3 separate regions of the Mus musculus genome follow, and all the other regions are linked to region 1. The links are chromatin contacts, called in public HiChIP or PLAC-seq maps. All regions are on one chromosome and are shown on one strand. Each heading gives the region's core, a stretch centred on a gene start, on an enhancer-like site or on the middle of the called end of the contact. The rest is flanking DNA. Distances are from core to core; before and after follow the strand shown.

Region 1 (3,996 bases), core at 1,032-3,531:
ATTGCTAAAGACAGCACACTGCGGAGACCACTCACGCAGAGCGAGGCCATTTGGAGATTTCGTTAGAACCAATGCTTCCAAAGAGGGTTACAGCAAGGTACCAAATGCAGCCACTTATTCCAGCCCTTGTAATAAAGCATTTTCACTAGTCATTGCTCCAAAAATTCCCATCTCGAGCTCCTAATCTCTGGGACACCTAGAGCTGAGCTTCGTATGACTCACATAGTACAGATAATTAACGCGAAGGAGAAAATGAGAATTCGAATTAGTTGCAACACTTAAACAGGGAAGATGTAGACTCGTCATTTAATCTCCTCTTGGCTTTCAAAAAATACCCTCTGGCTATTCTTCTTGCCCCCTCCCCCCTTCTGGGTTTGATGAAAAGGACCGGTCTACTCCGACTTCTTTGATGAAGCTGCATCTTCCAAGGGTTCTTGTGCTCAGTCAAATTGGCTCACTCAGAGGAGGAATTCTGACTTTGTTAAATTTATGTTAGCAGGAGCTGTAAACGTCTGAAACTATGTCCCTTTGCTCTTCACCCTATCACACTGGAGGCTGCATAGATTCACTCTAAAAATGGATTTATTCCCAACCTTCCTTTTATTCTCCCTGGTACCCTGAAGGAAAAATGCCATTTTTGGCTTTTGTAAGGTATAGTCTTGACAATTATTTAATTTTTAAAGAAAAGTTTTTGTTATTCTGACTTCTTTCACCAGCCCCTTGTTGTACCTAAATCTATCAGATTACATATGACCAACCACGTCCTATGCAGCAAACCAAACTATACATATATTTCAAACATATATATATATATATATATATATATATATATATATATATATCCACCTCCTAGCCAGCTCCCAAACTGGTAGTTATCAGTAAGCAAAGTTTTAAATGCTGACTTAAAGAACTGTTAAAGTCTACAATGCCCAATAGCCCACACTTTCACCTTTAAAAGAGAGCTCTTGTCCTAAGCGTTCTTATGTAATGAAACCAACACACGATTCGTTGGAGTCTTATTTTCCATTTAAGTAAGATGGAGATACAATTCTTCCTGTTTACTGCTCCCAGGTTCTACAGATGGCTGCCTCACTGGTCTAATGATTTTGCCTGAATATTTGACTTGAGGGGAGGGGTTGAGAGCTAAAAGACAATGTGTTTCCAAACTTAAGCCCCACTTACACAGTGACTTTCACAAAGCGTCGCCCTTAAAAGTCCTGTCCAAAATGCACCAAGGAGACAGTGGGAACCGGAGAATTTTTGAGGTTTGATTCGTATTTACATCCATCCTTTAAAGGTCCCTTTCAGCGGAGTCTCCAGGATGTCAGCAACTGCCCAGTGCTGCCTGCCTCTCCTAGGTTGTTCTTCTCCCTCCTTTTGGGATGTATTTTCCTTTTTCTACGAGGTCTCTACACGCTGAGTCGAGAATCTCCAAAAACCCACGTTCATTCGGTGATAAAGGCACAATGAATGTGATAGCGTAGAAGCGATATTTAAGGCTCAGTCTTCATCCACACCCTTCTTACTGATCCTTCCCCCCTGGTAAGCCTGGAGATTTTATTTTCGCTAGGGTGGTGTGCCCTTGTCTCCGAAGTGTGTGTGATTCACGGTTAGTAGAGTCACAACTCTTCTGTTTGCCTTTGCTGAATCTCTTCTCTCTGGTTAGGTGAGCAATGTGTTACATTTTCTCCTTTTCCTTCCCCTAGTCCCTAATTCTCGCCTTATTCCCTCTGTCAGAGCATCTATCAATGTGGTGTCGACCACAGCGCCAGCGGCTTTCTCTTTCATCTTCCTCCCCTTGCCTGAGTGAGGGGGCTAGAGTGGGCGGCGGGAAGGAGGTTGAAGAAAGACTGGCAAAGGACTAGAAGTGAGGCGCCGGGGGCGGGGTGGGGTGGGGTCGGCAAGAGAAGAAGAGATGCTCAGATGATGAAGTTAAGCCATTCCCGTAGTTTCTCGTCAATTTTCACGTGGGCCACACTGTTCTTTGGGGTTGGGTTACACACAGCACCCAGTCTATCTTCAGGTTGTATGGTGTCGTCCCCCCCCCCCCAGGCATGAACAGGCGGGCGCAAACACATACGCACCCCCACGGCGCCCCCCCCCCCCAAGTATGACTCGTCCTTTGGGTGCTAGGAAATGAACTAGGGCTGGGGGGGGGGGGAGAGAACCTGGATCTCCTCCTCCTCCTAACAGACTCCCTCCTCCCCACCCCTCCAGCAGGCAGCCAAGGAGAGCAGGAGGCGGGGGAGGGGCGGGGGAGGAGAAGCGACGCAAGTGAATAGCTTTGCAGCGCCGGCTAGGCGCGGCGAGGAGAAGCGGTGGGAAGGCGCAACCGCTCACCTGCGGGGCAGCGCGCACCGGAGGGACCGGGCTGCGCTTTCGTGGGCCCTGGCATTCGGACATTCCCGGAGCCTTGCAAGCGGCTACGCTCCGGGTGTTCCCCGGCCGGTCTGCCCGGAGGAGCCGAGGGGCCACCGGCAGCTCTTTGCTTTGACCGAGGGGAGGCGGGGAGAGAGGCGAGCCAGGCAGAAACTCGAGCCGGGAACAAAGAGGGATCGGGCTCGAGTGTGTGTGTGTGTGTGTGTGTGTGTGTGTGTGTGTAAGTGTGTGTATCGGCCCGAGCTGCGGGCTGGAACATTTGGGCCCGAAGCTCCTGCTGTGACTCCCCAAGACTCCGCCGTGCCAGCCACCGCCGATTCCCAGCGCTCATCATCACAAACTTTATTCTTGGCAAACTTCTCTTTTTCTCCCCTCCTCCTCCGCCCCTCCCCCTCCAGCAGATTAAATGCTCCTCCAGAAGGAAAACCGAAGCGAAAGGGAAGGAAAGAAGCTCTAACGCGGACGTCTGCAGCCCGGTGGCTCTTTATTGTTTACTCTGAAGGAAGTGGACTTTTCGGTATTTTCTGATTCTTCTCGTACCTCCGCTGGGGCAAAGGGAGCCTCTTGGCCCAGCTCTCCTCTTCTCAAAAACAAAACAAAACAAAACCCCAAATCACCGAAATCAGCATCCGAGGAATCCGTGGAGAGGTTTTGCACGGTGACGCACCACGGGACCCTCGTTTGCACTTTGGCAAGTCGTGTCCCCTCCGGAACCGGTGTCCTCGAAGCACAGACCCCAGCAACGAGTGCGGCGTGGGGTGGCCACCCAGCCCTGGCAGCCTAGCCTAGTGCACGCGGAGCGGCGTAGACGCTCTCAGAGGCGCCGGCGGCTGCCGCCCTCGCAGTCTGGTGCCCTTCGCCCCAGGGCCGGGCGCCGGCGTCCTTCTAAGTGGGAAAGCGCGGCAATCGCAGAGGCTCCTGCAGCTGCTCCAGCCGTGGGCCCCTCGCTTGCCCACCCGGCTTCCATTCACAGTCCTCCCGCACTCAGTCTTCCAACTCCCCCACCTCACATCGACCCTCCCTTCTTGCTGTCTCGGAGTGCTCCCGCAGCGGAGCGGAGATTACACAGCCGCCGGGATGCCCCAACTTTCCGGAGGAGGCGGCGGGGGGGACCCGGAACTCTGCGCCACCGATGAGATGATCCCCTTCAAGGACGAAGGCGATCCCCAGAAGGAGAAGATCTTCGCCGAGATCAGTCATCCCGAAGAGGAGGGCGACTTAGCCGACATCAAGTCATCTTTGGTTAACGAGTCCGAAATCATCCCAGCCAGCAACGGGCATGAGGTGAGTGGGCAGCTGTCCGGAGAGGCGTGGCGGGTCCCGGGGAAGCGGAGGGGAAGCAAGCAGGGTGCGCGACCACGGTGGCCATTGAGCCCTGGTCCCTCGCGGGCTGGGTGGGGAATAACGGCCCCTAGTCCATGGTGCGCACGTGTGTGAGCAGCGGGCAGGGAAATTTATCCCAAGTGTTTCTATGGCTAAACGGTGGCAAATGGGCAGGAAACGCTGGCCTATACCGGACCGGTTTCGTCCTCCGACGTTTCGGTGGCTCTGAGGGACGCGGTGCATTAAAACAGGGATGTCTAAACACAACTGTGAAGTCTATCATGGGGTGGAAAA
Region 2 (3,996 bases), core at 746-3,245, 62 kb after region 1:
GCAGGGAGTGTGCAGTGGTTGCCATGGCAGCAGACACACAGGGTGGGTGTGTGGTCCTTGTTCTCTAGGGATGACGGATTCAGAGGCTGGCTGTAAACAGCTTCTGATGCTAACATATCTATCTGTCTACCTTTCTTTCTCATTCATTCACTCATGCATTTGTTGAAGTACCTTGCCTGTGTGTACGTCTGTGTACCATGTGCGTGCAGTGCCCACAGGGGCCAGGAGAGGGTGTAGATACTCTGGAACTGAAGTTAGCATATGGTTGTGAGCTGCCACATGGGTGCTGTTAGCCACCGAGCCATCTCTCTGGCCCCTACATAATTACTTTTTAGGACTCAAGTTGGAGCTCATGAGGCAAAGGGAGCAGTCTCCTCACATATACTCATATATACTCACATGTACTCACGTGTACTCACATATACTCACTCACATATACTCAGAACATGAGGAGAGCCTCCGCATGGAAAGAAAAAGCAGGGAAAACAAATACACGGTGTATTTGTAATTTTTAATTGTTCCATAGCCACGCCAAATGTGTAACATCAGACAAGTAAAAACTGACATGATTTTAGTTAATACACTATATTTTAAAAAAGAAAAAAAAAATGCTGACCGTGTGGCTCAGTGGGACAACCAGCCTGGCATGGGCTGGTCCCTAGGTTTAATCCTCAGCATAGCCACTACTGCCTCAAAAAATGTTTTTAAAGAAAAAACATAGTGCAACCTCAACGGTGTTTCAAACTAGTGCATATTTTACACAAACAACACCTCTCAGCTCGTACCACCTGCAGAACCCCAGCCAGTGGCTAACTGGCTAGTGCCGGCCTGCATGAGAGAGAGTCTCAGTGCTAACTGGCTAGTGCCGGCCTGTATGAGAGAGAGTCTCAGTGCTAACTGGCTAGTGCCGGCCTGTATGAGAGAGTCTCAGTGCTAGTCTTCCGAGATCAGCAGCATGTCTGAGTGCCCACAGGAAATGTCTTCCGTCAGCCTGCATTAGCTCCAGGTACACTTTTTCCGCTAGACCGTCTAGTGGAAGTAATCTGTGAGACTTTCCTCCTTTTGTTTGCAAAAGGCTCTTCATCGACTTCTCCACAAAAGATAAGGACCCCACAGACTCAAGCTTGAGTCTTTCCACTTGCAAGCACCTAGCTATAAGTAAGAGATGGCTTGAGACCCAATCACTCTTAGCACAGTCACGGAGGCTCCAAGACACATTCTTACATAAGCATCCCTCACGTCAACAACTCACACCTGACGGGAAGATAAAAAACAATTAGAGTAAAGCGAGGTCTTTTTATAGTTGTGGCCAGTGGGGAGGGCCCTTCTCACTGTGACATAATTAGGTGTAAGTCTGCTGCCCCCCCCCCCCCCCCCCCCGTGGAATTTTGCACCATGCATCTGCAGTCCAAGCATATAAACACCAGTCTGCACTCCCCATCTGTGTAGCTGTGGGATTTCTCTGACCTTGACCCCGGGTAAGCTCCAGCTGGCTGCCCCACCTCAGGGGATCTATAGTCCTCTCTCAGGCTCCGAACATTCTTCCTTTCGCTGTGGATATCCTGAATGCCACACAGAGAGAGGTCTTCCACCCTCTGAAAGTCAGAAGCAAGGAAGAGGATTTCAGACTCTGTGAGTCTGCTGTCTTTGATGGTAGAGGTGTTTTGTTGTTGTTGTTGTTGTTGTTGTTGTTGTTGTTGTTTTTAACTTTCTATATGAATCCCGGCTGGATCATCGCAGGGCTGATGGGTTTAGGGAAGAACTTGCTGCAGTTGACTGCGATCGTTCGCCCTCTACCCCAGAGCAGGGCCCTTTAGGGCTGGCATCCTGCCCTTCCCCGTTACCCAGTATCATTATGAGGGGAGATCCCTGGATTGCAAAGGAAAATCCAGCCAGAGAACCCCGCATGGACCAGGGGGAGCTCTGCCTCCGTATTTCTCCCCTAAGCCGTCCCTGGCTTGTTTATCTCGTCATTTCCCCCTTTCTGTTGCTGTGATAATACATCATAACCAAATCAGCTTGGAGAGGAAAGGGCTGGTTTGTCTTATTCGTTACAGTCCATCACGGTGGAAAGCCAAGAAACTCAAGGTGGGGACAAGGGAGGCTTTTGCTTGCTCAGCTTGCTTTCTTATACAGCAGTCCTGGGACTGCTGGCTGGGGTGGTACTAGCCACAGTGGCCTGGGCCTTCTCAGTTCCTCAGTTGAGTGTCTATTCTAGGTGACTCAAGTTGGCTACAAATACTGCTGTCACCAAACTGACCAAAGTTGAGTATGTCGCTACTTGATGACTTACTATGCAGTAAAGAGCTAAGCACTTCTCTCTCTGAATATAGAGTGTTCTGTAGTCAAGGGACTGTGGGCCATTCTGTTCCCTGTCCACGGATAAGCAAACTGTAGCCACCCATCCCCCAAATCCAACCCACAGATCTGTGATTAAATGAGGTTTTCGGTATCCAAGATGCAGAACGTGTTGCGACCCGTTGATATCTTGCTGTGTGACCCCGACTTTCACCATAGACAGGTCCTCTACCTACAGGCATCCATAAGTCCCCAGCTCTCTTCCTGGTGATCCTGGTGATCTTGTCCCCTAAGATGTTGGTCAGCCTTTCAAGTGAAGGGATGCCTAGTCCCTTCACCTGGCCTCAGAACACGCCACTGTGTCCCCTTTCCTAGAGTGCTTTACCACTAGCACGGTAAACCTCAGGTCTGTTTTGGTTCATCTCTGGCTGTTTATCTTGATTGACTCTTGATGGAATTTAGTGGTGCACTCAGAGGATTAGGGGTGGGCCAGAGGCTGTGAGGTCAGCCTGGATGATGGGATGTCACAACCCACACCACACCATTGAGTGTTGTTCTCATGACTGCCCCGCTCCTGGTTCTTAGTCTTCACCCCAGTCTCTTTGTTTACAGACCCAGTGGTTAAGTTCATTAAGAAAACAAACAAACAAACAATGCACTCCCAGAGTTGCTAGTGTAGTGGGAAGACACTCGAAAGAGCACCTTAGCGTATGAGCTCTGATCCCTCATGGGTTTCGCCCATAGCCTGTGTCCTCCAGAGTGTGTGTCATGGGCTCTGTTCACACATGCTTTCCTGTCTGTAGCCCAATCAAGGAGGGGCTTCCAGTCTTTGTCTGTGCACCTACTTCTCTCCTTTTTTAATTTGGATGCTCCTTGGATGCCCGCGCATGCGCGCGCGCGCACACACACACACACACACACACACACACACACACACACACACCGAGACCCTAGCTCACAGAAATCCTTTGAGAACCTGAAGGGTAAAGGTTAATTTGCTCTAACTTTCATGATTATAATAACACACTCACTGCCTGGGAGGGGCCGTGAGACCCTCCCCGCTTCTTTATTGCTTAGCAAGAAGGCCTGTGGCTTTGCCTTACCCGGAATGGGCTTTGGCTGCATCACGAGGAGTCTGCTTTGAAATCCTTACACACCCTTGAAGACAGAAATTTTACAGGGCCACGCTTGTTCCCGGAAAGCCATCCTTAGGTAGCTCGTTGGGAGGGTGAATGGGCGTGGGCAAGGTGAGCCCTTAGACTACTGCTGAATAGGAAGACTGGAGCAAGATACAATAAAGAACCATTTTAAAGAGGGGTCCAGTGGTGGAGTTAGGGTGTGAACCTCCTCACACTGTGCACACACTGAGCACAATGCTCCCTAGAGAGAAGTAAGGGACTTTAACCTCCTCTTGTCTCATTGATCCGGCTTTTAACTCCTCCCTACACCTCCTCTCTTAAAATGGAAGCACAATTCTGTGTCTTTCCAGTTACCCTAGGTCAGTGGTTCTCAATCTTCCTAAGGCTTTGACCCTTTAATACAGTTCCTCATGTTTAGGTGACCCGAAACCCATAAAATTAGTTCATTACTACTTCATAACTGTAATTTTGCTCCTGTTATAAGTTGTAATGTAGACATCTTATATGCAGGATATCTCGACTCAAAGGGGTTGAGACCCACAGGGTGAGAACCGATGTC
Region 3 (3,996 bases), core at 998-3,497, 56 kb before region 1:
TACTGACACACCTCTCATAGCTCTTTCCTGGCAAACAAAGTACGAGGCCAAGGGTAGAATGCCGCCATCCCATAATTAAGGATATAATACATCTCATCCTTTGTCCAACACTGAGTATTTATGCAGTGCCATTCACACACCAAAGGGAATTCTAGTTACCACTGTAGAAATTTCCCACAATTATTTGTTCCAAAGCAAATACATTTCCTTTGATTTTGACAAAACCCTACAACACAGAAGTATATTGCAAGGCTCTGATTAACCATGTGTTTACCAATACCCTGGAGGCCTTCACTCTTTCAAACACACTTGATTACATCATGCCGTTTCATCTCTCATCACTTGGCACGCACGCATGTTATATCTGACAAACATCAGCAGGAAAAGCAATGAGTGAGATCATGAGTCAGGGTTCTGTTTTATAGTCCAGTGGTGAAGGATAATCGTGACTTAGCGTAAGTGAGACTTCATGCCTGGATTCAATGTTTCAAAGCATAGAAGGAAATGTTGACTGAGCCTAGGTCCCTGAGGTAGCCCGAACAGAACACAGAGCATTCATAGAATTCCCATCGTATATGACAGACCACACAGAAGACCACCATTCCTGAATGTACTGAGTGTTTGTATTGGCCATAATAACAGTAACTTAACTTTCGCCGAATTTTACTTTCTCTTGAAACCAAAACGTCTCTCAGATATTTGAGTATAACTCTGCCTCGAAGAAGTTATTCTTAACTTCAAAGGAGCACATTTGTTTTCTTAGATGACAACCTTCTAGTCCCCTACACTTAATTAAATTATGGGTTGGGTGACATTATAAAATAGAAATATTTGCTCACTGTCTTACTTTTCCTGCTGCTGTGATAAGATTTCCTGATAAAAGTAACACAAGGAAGGGTTCTGCTAGCTCAGACTGAGGGTCGTTTGTCTGCTCAGGCTGAGTAATTCATCATGGTGGGGAAATCAAGATGGCGGAACCTCGAAGTCCCTGGGCACATTGCATCTGCAGTCAAGAAGAAGAGAGATGGTTTCTGGCACATAGAATCTTTTCTCCTTTTTATGTAGTCCAGAACCCCTGCCTAGGGAATGGTGCCTTCCCACTTATAGGGTGGGTTCCCCAGCCCCCATCAATTAGCTTAATCTAGATTACCACTCACAAGTGTGTCCAGAGGCTAATCTCTCTCTCTCTCACAGGTGTGCTGGAGGCTTGTCTCCTAGGTAATTCCAGCTACTCCTTAGGTTAACAATCAACACTAACCATCACACTCACAAGTCCCACAACTAAAATGTCCCAGCTAGGTGCAGTGATGCCCACCTGTAACCCCAGCTACTCTAGGGACCTCGATAGCAGGATTACTCGAGTCCAGGAGTTTGGGGATAGGTTGAACAACATAATGAACCCATGTCTCAAATTTCTAAAAAGTGGGGGTGCTGGAAAGGTGGTTCGAGCAGTAAAAGGCCTGCTATGTATGCAGTGGGACTGAAGATCAGATCGCCAGAAACTACTTCCCGAAGCTTGTTGTAGCTGTGCATGGCTGTAACCCAAGTGCTTGTGGAGGAAGAGGGCGGAGATGAGTGGATAGCCAGAGCTCAGGGCCCAGCTAGTCTAGTCAGCTGTTGATCACCAGATCCAGTGGGAGATCTTGTCTCAATGGATAAAGAGCTACTGTGGAAGACCTCCAGGCCGTGGCACCTCTGGCCTTCAAGGGCCTGCACACCTAAGCGTGAACACATGTGCGTGCAGTCTCCTGAGATTTTACTGTTCCTTCTGGTTACCCTTTTATTTATCAGTGAAAAATGGGTCACCAATTATGCCAGTTGTAAACGTCAGAAATGCAATACAGAAGGACCCAAGGGTTCAACCCCTTCCTTTTTCCGCTTTGTTCCGATCCATTCCCACCAGCATCCATTAGCATTAGTGGAACCTGCCACTACTCGTTCATAAACCACATATTTCTCTCTCTGTCTCTTGCTCCCTTGCCCCTCGCCAGCCTGCTCCCTAATATCACAGATGTCTTTAGTCCCTTGTCATCTGGATGTCTCCAAACATGCCCGTGTTCAGCACACAGCTAATCACTCTAACAACATGCCTCTCTGCCCCTTCATCGCCTTCCCCGTGACCACCCCCAGTTAGCTTGAGTCAACACAACAGGACCAGCAGATGAGACATAGGAATGGCAAAGCTCTGCGTCCTGGCCTCTGGAGACAGTCTGTGGCTTGTGTCTGTTTCTGCCACTTGGCAGCTGTGCGGGGTTGTGGTGACCTTGGAATCCATCCACGTGATAACAATAAGGACACACCTGCACCCCAGGCTCCTGAGGATAGCGATCAAGCAACTTAAGCATATAGCAGGGACCTGGCATACAGTCGGCAAGAATAAACAATAATTAGCATTATTTTTCTTATTTCTAGCTCAGGACAGCTAAGCCTTTCTGGAGAAAATTGCATATTCATGCTGCTGGGCCCCATTATAAATGTATGAGCTCCGTCCTCAGCTGGGCCCGCAAGTGTTTCTCATCTATCCCATTTCCGTTCTCCATACCAGCTGTTTCAAACCCTTAACCACTTTCCTCAAGGGTCCTGCCAGCTCAGTGACTCCCTGGTTCTCTCAGCAGGTGGCTTAATCTTCTCTTTCACTGAAATAACAGGTGCCAGGGAGGAAGACAGACATCCACGCCTGCCCTGAGTCCTCCAATCAGCTCCGTCTTTGAGCCTCTTCTGTCCCACTTCACTTTTGCTTAAAAATTAATTAATTAATTTAATTAAATTTTAAAAGAAATTTCCCGGTCACTAGACCACTACAAAATTATCTACAAATATTCATGGCATGCCTAACTATAGGACAGGCCTGTGTGTGGTGTAAAACCACCTGCTAACTAGAAGCACTCTGAAGGAGAAGTCAGATCTGCAAACAAACCAGAATCCAGCCCTAGGATTCAAGTCTCAGCTTGGGATTAGTGAGGCCAGCAAAGGTTAACCAAGGTGGTGGTCTCCTGTAAGGGACCACACTTGGGCCAAAAGCTGAAGAAACAAGAATGGCCAAGTTGGGGGAGAGAATGAAGCATGAAAGGAAAGAACGTGGGATGTAGAAAGATTACAGGGATGCTGGAGAGCCAGTGATGAGCCTCCACTGGACCACAGATTGAAGACATCTATCATTGAGATAGAACCACTGGGCTAGACGCTCAGCTTCAGACACCAAGAGTAGCTAAGAACGGGGAAGCCAGCCAGACCTGCAGGTGTGCTCCCACCCAAAACATCTAGGATGATCCAGAACATCTCCAGCCAGGAAATACACAGCTCTTATGGTGAAATACTGGCCAAAATTGGCTAGGGAAGGAAAGAGTTTATTTCGGCTCACATGTCCGTGTCACAGCCTGTCACTGATGTACTGATGGGTTGTTTGAAGGAAAAGTCAACAATTGGTCTCTCTTCTGGCCAGTGATGTTCTTGCTACTACTGGCTTGGTTGTCCTTAGGCCTCCTGCCTTGTCTTTTCAATTTGCACATTGCTTTCTTAGCTTTTAGCTTGTGTCTGTATTTTACATTTATTTTAACATTTGTGTGTGTGTGTGTGTGTGTGCGCACATATGCGTGTGTGTTCACACATGTGCACGTGTGTGCTTTTGAATATCGGAGGACGATTTGCAGATATCAATTCTTTCCTGCCATTTAGGTCCCAAGAGTTAAACTCAAGCCATCAGACATGGCAGTGCCTTTACCCAACGACTCATTCCACCACCACCCCCAGCCCGTTATCAGTTTTTGTCAGTTTTTACTTTAACAAATATAACTGGATTTTATATTTCCATCCAAAACGACTCAGAATCTGGATAATACTTTCACACAGCCATCTAGATGATATCCTCAGCCAAGCTTTAACTTCTCTCCTTCCTCTCTGGACTCACTGACCTAAATACATCTGTGGTGTATAAACTGTTGTGTGTTGTCATGTGGCTCCTGCTCTAAATATCTGCATTGGGCTTTAGAACTGTTC

Evidence for each region. HiChIP or PLAC-seq counts read pairs in DNA pulled down with a chosen protein or histone mark.
Region 2: a contact with region 1 is called in an H3K27ac HiChIP or PLAC-seq map of CD8 T cells, with 13 times the contacts expected there. The contact joins the enhancer-like site here to the promoter of Lef1 in region 1. A contact is called at or near these places in 3 of 39 promoter capture datasets (the HPC-7 cell line, cranial neural crest and second pharyngeal arch cranial neural crest), 1 of 15 datasets of contacts at CTCF or cohesin (CD8 T cells), 9 of 484 Hi-C or Micro-C datasets (CD4 T cells, CD4 single positive thymocytes, CD8 T cells and 4 more), 13 of 115 datasets of contacts at active chromatin or transcription factors (the 230-238 cell line, CD8 T cells, the SCID.adh cell line and 6 more) and 3 of 9 other capture datasets (adipose tissue, liver and pancreatic islet).
Region 3: an H3K4me3 HiChIP or PLAC-seq map of the SCID.adh cell line shows a contact between it and region 1, with 33 read pairs. The contact joins the enhancer-like site here to the promoter of Lef1 in region 1. A contact is called at or near these places in 4 of 39 promoter capture datasets (the 3T3-L1 cell line, 3T3-L1-derived adipocytes, the C10 cell line and 1 more), 1 of 15 datasets of contacts at CTCF or cohesin (large pre-B cells), 18 of 484 Hi-C or Micro-C datasets (the C10 cell line, CD4 T cells, CD8 T cells and 10 more), 7 of 115 datasets of contacts at active chromatin or transcription factors (the 230-238 cell line, CD8 T cells, the SCID.adh cell line and 3 more) and 3 of 9 other capture datasets (adipose tissue, liver and pancreatic islet).

What each region holds. Positions count from the first base shown.
Region 1 is chr3:131,108,016-131,112,011 of GRCm38.p6, forward strand. It overlaps Lef1 (lymphoid enhancer binding factor 1), which reads left to right and starts at 2,282. Exons shown (of 12, transcript NM_010703.4): 1 at 2,282-3,663. The coding sequence starts at 3,457.
Region 2 is chr3:131,170,281-131,174,276 of GRCm38.p6, forward strand. All of the region lies in intron 3 of Lef1 (lymphoid enhancer binding factor 1), which reads left to right. Among named protein-coding and RNA genes, the nearest start is that of Lef1, 62 kb to the left of the region's middle. Within about 2 kb of position 1,996, at least 11 of the 459 cell types and tissues checked have an H3K27ac peak or open chromatin away from gene starts, as enhancers often do. A contact at or near this core is called in CD8 T cells and Th2 cells, where this site is marked.
Region 3 is chr3:131,052,219-131,056,214 of GRCm38.p6, forward strand. No RefSeq gene overlaps it. Among named protein-coding and RNA genes, the nearest start is that of Gm36603, 54 kb to the right of the region's middle. Within about 2 kb of position 2,248, at least 34 of the 459 cell types and tissues checked have an H3K27ac peak or open chromatin away from gene starts, as enhancers often do. A contact at or near this core is called in the 230-238 cell line, the SCID.adh cell line, double positive thymocytes and 3 more, where this site is marked.